3 separate regions of the Mus musculus genome follow, and all the other regions are linked to region 2. Evidence: chromatin contacts called from public ChIA-PET and HiChIP or PLAC-seq data. All regions are on one chromosome and are shown on one strand. Each heading gives the region's core, a stretch centred on a gene start, on an enhancer-like site or on the middle of the called end of the contact. The rest is flanking DNA. Distances are from core to core; before and after follow the strand shown. Region 1 holds the start of Pdcd4 (programmed cell death 4). Region 2 holds the start of Adra2a (adrenergic receptor, alpha 2a). Region 3 overlaps Rbm20 (RNA binding motif protein 20).

The links. ChIA-PET counts read pairs in DNA pulled down with a chosen protein or histone mark. HiChIP or PLAC-seq counts read pairs in DNA pulled down with a chosen protein or histone mark.
Region 1: an RNA polymerase II ChIA-PET map of memory CD8 T cells shows a contact between it and region 2, with 212 read pairs. The contact joins the promoter of Pdcd4 here to the promoter of Adra2a in region 2. A contact is called at or near these places in 3 of 484 Hi-C or Micro-C datasets (all in embryonic stem cells), 2 of 115 datasets of contacts at active chromatin or transcription factors (memory CD8 T cells and pancreatic cancer cells) and 3 of 9 other capture datasets (adipose tissue, liver and pancreatic islet).
Region 3: an HNF4G HiChIP or PLAC-seq map of pancreatic cancer cells shows a contact between it and region 2. The contact joins the enhancer-like site here to the promoter of Adra2a in region 2. A contact is called at or near these places in 2 of 39 promoter capture datasets (embryonic stem cells and stem cell-derived epiblast-like cells), 1 of 484 Hi-C or Micro-C datasets (rod photoreceptor), 3 of 115 datasets of contacts at active chromatin or transcription factors (embryonic stem cells, memory CD8 T cells and pancreatic cancer cells) and 3 of 9 other capture datasets (adipose tissue, embryonic stem cells and liver).

The regions. Positions count from the first base shown.
Region 1 is chr19:53,901,891-53,905,130 of GRCm38.p6, reverse strand. It overlaps Pdcd4 (programmed cell death 4), which reads right to left and starts at 1,780. Exons shown (of 12, transcript NM_001168491.1): 1 at 1,643-1,780. It overlaps Gm30990 (basic salivary proline-rich protein 2-like), which reads left to right and starts at 527. Exons shown (of 8, transcript XM_030251154.1): 1 at 527-548; 2 at 1,059-3,240. The coding sequence starts at 527. The coding sequence ends at 2,260.
Region 2 is chr19:54,043,407-54,046,664 of GRCm38.p6, reverse strand. Adra2a (adrenergic receptor, alpha 2a) reads right to left here and starts at 1,406. Exons shown (of 1, transcript NM_007417.5): 1 at 1-1,406. The coding sequence starts at 450.
Region 3 is chr19:53,799,125-53,802,186 of GRCm38.p6, reverse strand. All of the region lies in intron 1 of Rbm20 (RNA binding motif protein 20), which reads right to left. Among named protein-coding and RNA genes, the nearest start is that of Gm30890, 14 kb to the right of the region's middle. Within about 2 kb of position 1,411, at least 148 of the 459 cell types and tissues checked have an H3K27ac peak or open chromatin away from gene starts, as enhancers often do. A contact at or near this core is called in memory CD8 T cells and pancreatic cancer cells, where this site is marked.

The DNA.
Region 1 (3,240 bases), core at 531-3,030, 140 kb after region 2:
TATCACATGATATGATGTTTTATTAATTATAACAACCAAAAAATAGTTCTATCTCCAGACCATAACAACTGGATCAAGCAGTCAAGACGCAGACACACCCATAGCTTCACAGCTGTTCTAAAGGACAGTATGTGACACTCTCTTCAGTGGGCTTTTTTTTTTCTTTTAATTTAACGATCCTTAAAATACTTACCTCAACCTTAGGCAAAACAACAGCAACAACAACAACAAAAAAATCTAAATTCCATTTGCTCCACACTAATCTATACAAAATCATTTCCCATGGGGTAAGGGGAAGCTATGTATACAGCTAAAAACGATTAAGCTGAAATTAACTGTTATCCAGTGCATTTCCTAAATGCCCGATAAATTACTTTGACATTTTGGAAGTCAAGTTTAGACCACATGTTAACTAGAAAATGACCTTAATTCTTCCCTGGGATGCAGTCACATTAATTAGCAACTTGCATTCTGCTAAGAGCACTCTACAACAATAACGCAAAAGCAACCACTACTGAGAGCAACCATGTACATTTATTTTTGCAGCCGTAACAAGTATTTTATTTTCCTCTACTCTTACCACGAGATAGATATAGATATATAGATAGATATCGCACGCATATTATGGATATAAATACGAGCACGAATATATATGCTAGGGCCTTCCCCTAAAATTTCAAACTCTTAAATCAAGAGTATTACAGCTGTGAAGCTATCAAAATGTCTTAAACGCAGCTCGTAGGCCTCACACCCACCCCTCACCCAGGCCCGGAGCCGCATTTTGAATCATTCATAGCAGGTAGTCGACTACAGAGGCTGGTTTACAGAGCCAGTTCCCAAGGAGGGGCTCGGGGAAGATAGGCGAGACCTACATCTGCAGTTCTGAGGCTGTTCAGGGAAAGCAAAAACAAAAAACCAAAACCAAAAACCAAAAAGCACGCCCTCTACGTACATTACAGTAGCGGACAGCCACGGGCAGCAGACACAGCATGCGTTCACAGAGAGGGGGCTCCCTTCTCGGCTTTGTTTTCTCTAGGTTGTATTGTACTTTTTTTAAGGGACCCTGTACAGGAGACTGCAAGGAGGAGTTGGCACAGGGCCGGGAGGGCAGCTGTCCCCGCCCCGTGCCCGCACCGACCGACGCCTGTCCCGCAGGACCCCAACCCTCCGGCAGCGGGCAGGGCCGGCCGAGGCGGACCAGGCCTCGGTTCGGGGCACCGACCCCTCACCGGATCTCCGTCCGGACGACACCCCTCTCCTACCGTCCCGTCCCCCGCGTCCAACTGCGTCGGACCGGGCGCCCGGAGGCTCCTCTCACCGCGAGCGCACGCAGCCACGCACGCCCGGCCGCCGGGGATGGGGCTGCGGAGGAGGGGGCGGGCCCGTGCTGCAGCTCCCCGGCCCGACCGACCCGGCCTCGGAGAGCGAGCACCGGCAGCTCCCCGCAGCCCCGGGCGTTGGGCGAGCGCCGGTGGCCGGAGGGCTCCAGGGCCAGCGTGGACAGGGACCGAGCGTCCCGACCCCCGCGGCGAGGCCTCCACGCCCCCTCCCCCTCCCAACGTGCGGCAGCCTCCGCCGACCCGGGCCTAAGGGACGAGGACGCCGCCCGCCCGAGCGTGCGAGCCGCGCCCACAGTACTGACCCCCTCGGGCCGCCGCCGCTCGCCCGGGTCTCCGGTCCGCCGGGCCCCGACCCCGTTCCTCAGCCTCCGCCGCCGCTGCCTCGGAGCGCCTCTGGCCCCGCTCGCTCTGTTTGTTTTTGTTTTGTTCTACCCAGTAACACGGGGGCGACGGCGTGGCGTCTATTGGCCGAGAGGAGGACGTCCCGCAGCCAATCGTGGCGGCCGAGCTGCAGCCGAGGCGGCGAGGCAGAGCTAGGGGAAGTGAGACGTGGAAATAGGGGCGGGGCTCAGGGGGGCGGGGCGCCGTCGGCGCATGCGCGCTGGGCTTGGGACCCGCTCGGCCACCAGCCAGAGTGGGGGTTAAGTGCAGAGGGCCGGGTTGTGAAAGCGGGCGGAGGGCTGTGCCGGGCTGGGGGCTGGGGGCTGGGGCGCGGCTCGTGGACCAGACCGGCCAGTCCTCTCTACAGGGCGTCTCAGCCCAATTCTAGGGCGGTTGTGGATTTCCTGAGGTCCCCACTATTTCTGGGCGTCTGGGAGAATCTGCAACCACTACTTAACTTCTGCCCGCTGGTCCTTGCTCTCGCGTGGCTCCTGCCGTGTGTCCACGTGCTCAGGAAGTTTCTCGCAGGAAAAGCCTAACCCCTTTGAGATAAAAATCGCTCCCTTTTCCCAGATAAAGAGATACAAAAACTGAAGTCCCTTTGCTAACCAGCCAGGCCACTATGGTGCTTGCATTCTTTCCAAAGCTGGGTTTCTCAACCATGGCTATGGTTTGTGTATTGAATCAGCCCTCTCTAGCTGTCTTCTGTGACGTTTCCTTCTGGCTGCCATCTCTAGCCTTCATTTTGTCTCGGATGTTATCGCCTGAGATAATGTGCAGCACCGTATGTTCTTCCTGTGCACCTGGAAAGTGACTGACCTGCTTTCTCTGGCCATGTTTACCTTTAGTCTGAATGGCAATACCAGAATGTTTCCCTTGGTCTTTTCAGAACTGAACTGCTCGATAGCAACCACCATCCCCTAACGTGGGCCTTTCTACCCCGGCTCTTACTGCCTGGTGTTATCTAATGTTCTTCACACACACACACACACACACACACACACACACACACACACCTTCACAAGCTCCCCACTGCCTCCCTGGAGTGCCTGCTTCTCAGCAGACACCCTAGAGCCCACAGTGCGACTTATAGGCTTCAAGGCTATGTCTGCACACCCTAACCCCTGGATACCCGTCCTCCTGAACCCACTTGGACAGCTCACTGCTCCGCATCCTCCCTTGTGTCTTGCCAGGTCTTTTATCATATCATCTCGAAATGTCTCTCCTAGATGGCCTCTCTGCCTGGTACATCTTATCCAAGTCTCTCAGCCTCCCTCAGTCTTTATCAAGTCTCATGCCAGTATGATCCATTTTCTGAAACCTGATTCCGCGGAGCACCAGCCAGTCTGCAGGGACTGAGGACATTCTGCCCGGCATTGTTTCATCTGAGTCCCAGTCCTGGCTTGTCCCACAAGCCCCGTGTCTCACTCACCCTTAGTATGGTGAGCTTGAGAGGTGCTTTGTAGATATATTATACCCATGTAATAAGTACGCCTTGTGCGAGCTCACAGAGAATCCC
Region 2 (3,258 bases), core at 157-2,656:
GATGGACCAGTAGCGGTCAAGGCTGATGGCGCACAGGTGCACTATGGACGACGTGCAAAAGAGCACGTCGAGAGCCAAATAGATCTCACACCACACCTTACCAAAGTACCAGTAACCCATAACCTCGTTGGCCAAAGAAAAGGGAATGACCAGCGTGGCCACCAGGATGTCCGCTGAGGCCAGGGACACCAGGAAGAGGTTTTGGGGAGCTTTGAGCGCGCGACTGGTGAACACCGCGATAATAACCAGCACGTTGCCAAATACTGTGAACAGCATGAGCAGGCCAGCCAGGCAAACCAGCGTCAGTGTCACCTGCAGGGAGTAAGGGGTGGCTCGGGTGCCGCCTCCGGGCGCTTCGGTCCCGTTCCAGCTGCTGTTGCCGGCATCCGGCTGCAGTGAGCCCATGGGCGCAAAGCTGCCCTCGGCCAGCGGCTGCTCCTGGCGGAACATGAACGCGGGTGCTGGTTCTCGTGGGCCTGCTGCCAGCTGCCTTCCGGCCCCGCGTCCGTGGGTCCTCCTCTTCCTCCGGTGCGGGGTTCGTCCCGCCGCGCCTCACATAAGGAAGAGGGCCGCAGGGAGCTCGGGCCCAAGCTGGGGACCGCTAGTGGTCCATGGACTGGAGCCCGCGAACTGGCACCGGTTCGTCCTTCCGACGCTCCGGGTGGGTGCTTTCTCTCTCCCAGCTCCTCAAACACAGCCAAGTTTTATTTCTAAGCGGCAGGATCGAGTAGGGCCAGCTGGTGGTTAGAGATTTTATTCTTCAAGAAAAGAGAAAAGAAATTATCGGTGGCCTGATGATTTGGAAAGATGTCAGAAATTTATACAAATGCATTTAGCTAGTCATCTATACCTTGATTCTTAAGCTGAGCGAAAGCATGAAGTCTTACCCCAAGAGGCAGCGGAGGGGTGTTGGTGTGGGCTCGGAGTCCTAGGTCTGTCTTCTTATACCCTCGAAGAGATTTCCAACTCCGTCGCTACCCTCCAGGCGGGGTGGCGAGGGCTGGGCCGGACCTCCGGCGAAGGCGCGGACTCTGCCTCCTCTAGGAGCCCCACGGGACTTCCAAAGTTGTGCGCTCTGCTGGGGCTGGGACTCTGTACACAGAGCTCGGGGGCGGCGGCGGTGGGGTGAAGGGTGTGGGGGCCGCATGAAGCCGCACCCCCACCACCACCACCTCGGTCCTCAGGGCCAAGCTAGGTGAGCGACCGGCTCTCCAGGAGCCGCGGCGGAGCCAAGGGTGGCTGCTAGCCGCGATCTGGGTGGGCGCTGAGCGCCACAGACCCGGCGGGGGTCGGAGGGCCGCGTGAGTTTTCGCAGGACCGCAGGACTTGGAGCTGGAGGCGCTGGGTGGCTGGGCGGTGTGCGCCGGCTGCTGGGCGTCTGCACGGAAGCGGGAGCCGAGGCTGCTCCGCCGCTCTACGCTGGACTGGTTTTATAGCCCCAGGATGAAGCCGGCGTTGCCGAGCAGCCGGCGTCAGCCCCCACGTGGGAAGTCGACCCTCCTCCGCCCCTCGCGCCTCCCCTCCTTAGGTCTAGAGCCCGCACCCGAGTCGGACCCGGGAGAGCGCTGCCTCTGGGACCCGGCTTTTGGAAAGACGGGTACAGGGAGCGAGGGGCAATAAGAGAGAGCCTAAGGAGTGGGGAGCGGCCCCTGCTGGGAGTTGGCCGTTCGGCTACTAGCTGGCCCAGGAGACAGTAGCAGGCGCCCAGCGGTACACCGATCTAGCTGGGTTTTAGCAGAAGAGGGTGCCAGGGTGCTGGGACCCGAATTAGGAGATGCAGAGTGGCATAAGAGTCGCTGGCGAGCAGCCCCGCCCCAGGTCAAGCGCAGGTGCTTCTGGTGACTGGGATGAAAGGGATCCCGGAGAGGTAAGCGTGTGCGGGTTCCTAAGGAACCACTGGAGCGGAATGGACCAGCATCCACGAGAGCAGACCAGGCCGGAGTTATCCATACTTAGGGAAGAGAAGGCCTCCTATCCTAGCAGCTGCCGGGACTCTCAAGGCCTGGACTCTGCACTGCGCCCCTTTGAAAGGCGGTGGGGAAGGGTCCTGGAGGGGTAGGCCCTGAGCCATGACAGAACGAGAGCGCACTGACACCTGCTGGCCGCTGGTCGTCACGGCTGGAAAGCGACTTAAGGGCTCCAGGCTCCTCTGGAGTCCTTTCCTCCATTTTTCTCCTATCTTGGGGGCAAGTTTGGACTAAGCTGGGGCGGCGGGGGTGGGGGGGGGGGAGGGGACACGGACAGATTTCAAACTGCACTATGTCATGATGCAGAAATCTTCAGGTTGTATAGATCTACCTCTGATGAGAGTAAGGCTCGGAACCTTCTACAGATGTGAGAGTCCTGGATCTTCCTCTCTGCTTGCCTGGCTTTAAACTACTGGGAACCGTTAAGCATTAGTTGAGGCACAGCTACTTTATGAAGAGCGCCATGACATTATAGGTAGATGTAAGCCTTACGCTGTTTTAATCAGTACCTACTGTGTGCACGAATTAAAGTATTACACTGAACTCCACAAATGTATAGGATTATTATGTGTTTGTCAAAAAGGGGTTTCTGATTATGGAAATAGAAAAGTTAACTATCCTGACTTGGTCATTACATACTGTGTGTAATATTGAATTAACATACAGTATCTTACACATCTGTACAATTAAACGTGAAAGAAAAACATCTTATTAGACTCTATCCCCACTTACATGGCCTTTTCTCCTACACCCCCAATACACAGATAAGTACACACATCTGCACAGCATCTGTCGGTGAGGGCAGGGTGCTAGCCAAGAAAGAAAGGGTGTTTTCTATGTTCTCTCTCTGGTGAGAAAGGTAGGAGCTTGGCAGTAGATGGCAAGGTTTCTAAGCACTCAGGCAGGAGTATCTGTCGCACCAGATACACTGTGCCATCCGAACTCTTTCTTCAGACGAGCAGCAGGAAGATCACGGAGAACCAGAGAGCACAGAATGTCAACAGGGTACACACGAGACCTAAGAAAGCATCTGTCATACTTCAGAGATCACTACACCTAAATGTCACACTCAGTCATCCAAGCCAGGGTCCAAGGTCCGAGCAGATCTGAGCCGATGTCTCCCTGGACATCAACGTGCAGGCTCGGGTCTGGCTGAGGACCGCGGGCTACATGAATGACCCTGACCATCAGTCTCAACCCCGACTACTCGCTCAGTATTTGATGGTGCGAGTGAGTACATCTCAGATGTCTCATTTGAATTCAGCACCTTTACCCTGCAACCCTTCCCTGG
Region 3 (3,062 bases), core at 162-2,661, 240 kb after region 2:
ACTGCTATTATTATTCCTGCCGTTGTGTTATCGCTGCTAATATTATCCTTATCATTGTCACCCTGAGAACAGGCAGCATGGGAGCTCTGCCAACAAACAAGGAAGCTAAGAATGTGGAGATGTGAAAGTAGACAGAAAGGGAAGGGCAGGCAGGGGGTGGGCAGCTTCTGTCAGGAGAGAGCAGAGGTGGAGAGAGGCTCAAGCTGCAGAGATAGTGGCAACAGCCCTTGGGTGACCTCAACCAGGCAACAGCACATTGCAAGGCTGTTGAAGGTCCGTGCTGTGGCCCTGTACAGCGCAGCCACATGCTCGTCCCTGGTGATGTCCCCCTGACCAGCAGACAAGCCAGGAGCGTGTCAGTGCCCAACCAACAAAACCAACTTTGTTCACAGTGAGCACGATGGCTTCCCAGAGAAGCGATTCGGGAATTTAAAACCACTCTTGAGTTCAACTCAGCTCACTTTCCAGACTGTAACAAATGCGCCCTTGCTTGTTTGTGCTAAGATATAAACCATAGTCCAGGTGAGATTAATGAAGCCAGGCAGGAGTTACTGTTCACTGTGGGTACGACTTCACAGGAGACCCAAGTGCAACTTGCAGCTCAGGGGTCGGGCCTCTGCTGTCTCCTGGAAGCTAAATATCTCCTAGATCTTCATCTTTCCATAGTTAAATCTGACTGCACATATGCAGATCTTAGAAGAGTTCAGAGAAGCTCACCATGCCTCCAGGTGAAAGTGCCATGAACTTATGAGACATCCCCAAGTTTTCTACAACACTGTAATTCATAATTTATATTATTTACAATGTGTTTCAAGGAGAACCAGACAGGAGGAGTGCAAAGGCCCCAGATATAAAGAAAATGGGGGTGGAAAGGCTGGACGCACCCTACTGGACCAGTACCATTGTCTGCCCTGACTGCAATAAATGACATAACTACATGGTGATTAAAAGGGGAAAAACTAACTTTCCTGTAATGCTCTCAGAAACTGGGTCAGGCTATGTAGCACAGAGACGGGTTTCAAAATGCCAGGTTACAAAGATGCTAGCTCTGACAATCCAGGTCCTGTGCGGGCTGCAAGTTCGAAATTCTAGCTAAATGTCATAGATCTGAGAAGCAAGGAGTCTCAGAGATCATCTTGTGGTCACAACCCACCTGTCCAACACAGGGAGGAAAGCAAAAGCCAGGGAAGTTGATGAAATACAAAAGTCTCGTTGTTCCAACCCCAGTCGAACTCCTGAAGAGAGCAGAGCCAGGACTGGAGCCCCAGGGCTGGTGCGGGGGTGAGAGTGGAACGCAGCCTTCAGCAGGGGGGGTCTCTTCCTTCTTGGAGACAGGGAGGGCTGTTGCACACTCTCTTCACAAACAATGGTGTTGCTGGATCATCATTGGCTAGGCCTCTGTGACTAATTTCAAGATTACCGGGTCACTGCTGCTAACCCGTGTTTGGGCCTTTGCCACAACATTACCATAGGGTGATTCATATCACCATGACAGCTCTCCGAGATGATTCATAGCATCGATGATAATCCTGCGTTCTCTCTTTTGTTCTGGGCTTTTCACTTGGTAGGTTAATAGGAGTCGCCCACTGCTGCAACACACACATGCACACGCATGCACATACATTCACACACACACACACACACGCCCACGCCCACGCCCACGCACAATCAGTCTCCAGAGGAACCATATGGGTAGTGAGTTCAAATGTGATCATTTCCAGTTTACACTAAGAAGACTATATAGGTCAGACAGTGGTGTGCACTTCTCCACCCAGTACTCAGGAGGCTGAGGCAGGAGGATTGAGAGTTTGAGGACAATCCCGGCTATGTAAGTGAGACTTTGTCTCAAAACAAACAAACAGAAAACGAAAAGCACAAGACCAGGAAAGACATGGTGAGCCACCTGAGGTCATCCACAGAATAAAGGACTTTTAGTTGCATAACTGCCCACGGTCACTAAAGGGAGCGTCTAGCGCTTTATTTTCGGCCCAACTTCCCTATGTGACCTTTAGTCTCCTGTGCTCTGCACTGCTCTTATCAGACAGCGTGCAAGTCTCACGAAGAGGGCCTGGTGGTTTTCTAACTGACAGGGGTGGGACTGCCTTTCCTCTCAGGAGTGGAACTCAGCACGTGCATGAGGGAAATGATAAATCCATGCGTGCAGAGAAAGCAGTATGCGTTCCCCAGCGACCCACAAGACAGGCTTCCAGGGGGCCCAGCCATGTGACATGGTGACATGACAGACAGGGTACAGTCTCCTACACATCCATAACTGTCTCGGGATTGCTTGTATCTGCAAGGCTGTGTTGAACCAGCCTGCAAGTCTGGGGCAATTTTGGCCAATGTAGCCTCTAAGAATAACATACTCACTCTTCCTTTCTCCCATACCCTATCATTTTCTTTTTTTTAAGGCTTTCTTTGTTTTGAAGGGCTGGGGACATGTGGAAAACACATGTCTGCTACTGAGCCTCATCTCCCAGCTACTCATGTTTCTTTCTTTTAAAATACGTTTTATTTTATAAAATTATGCACCAGGTGTGGTGATGCACACCTTTCATCCCAGCGTTCAGGGAGCATAGGAAGGTTGATCTCTGTGAGTTTGAATTCAGCCTGGTCTATAAAGAGAGTTCCATGCCAGCGAGGGCTGCATAGTTAAGACCGTATCTACAGAAAAAGAAAAAAAAAAAAGTAAAAGATAAACAACTTAATTTTGTTGTTATTGATGTTTTGGTTTTTTGAAACAAGGTCTCTTGACCTTGTATACTGGGGAATTAGAAAGGGTCTCAGTATATAGCCCTGGCTGTCCTGGAGCTTACTCTGTAGACCAGGCTAGCCTTGAACTCACAGAGATCCTCCTGCCTCTACCTCTCAAGTACTAGTGTTAAAGACATGTGTTGCTATGCCCAGTTTATGACTTAAAATTATTATATTAGATGAAGAGATTTATTTAATATTCATGTTTGTTGTGAATTTTAAAAATATAAAAGTAAGCTAGGTGGTAGTGGCACATATCTTTAATACCAGTACTTGGAAGGCAGAGGTACGTGGATCTCTGAGTTTAA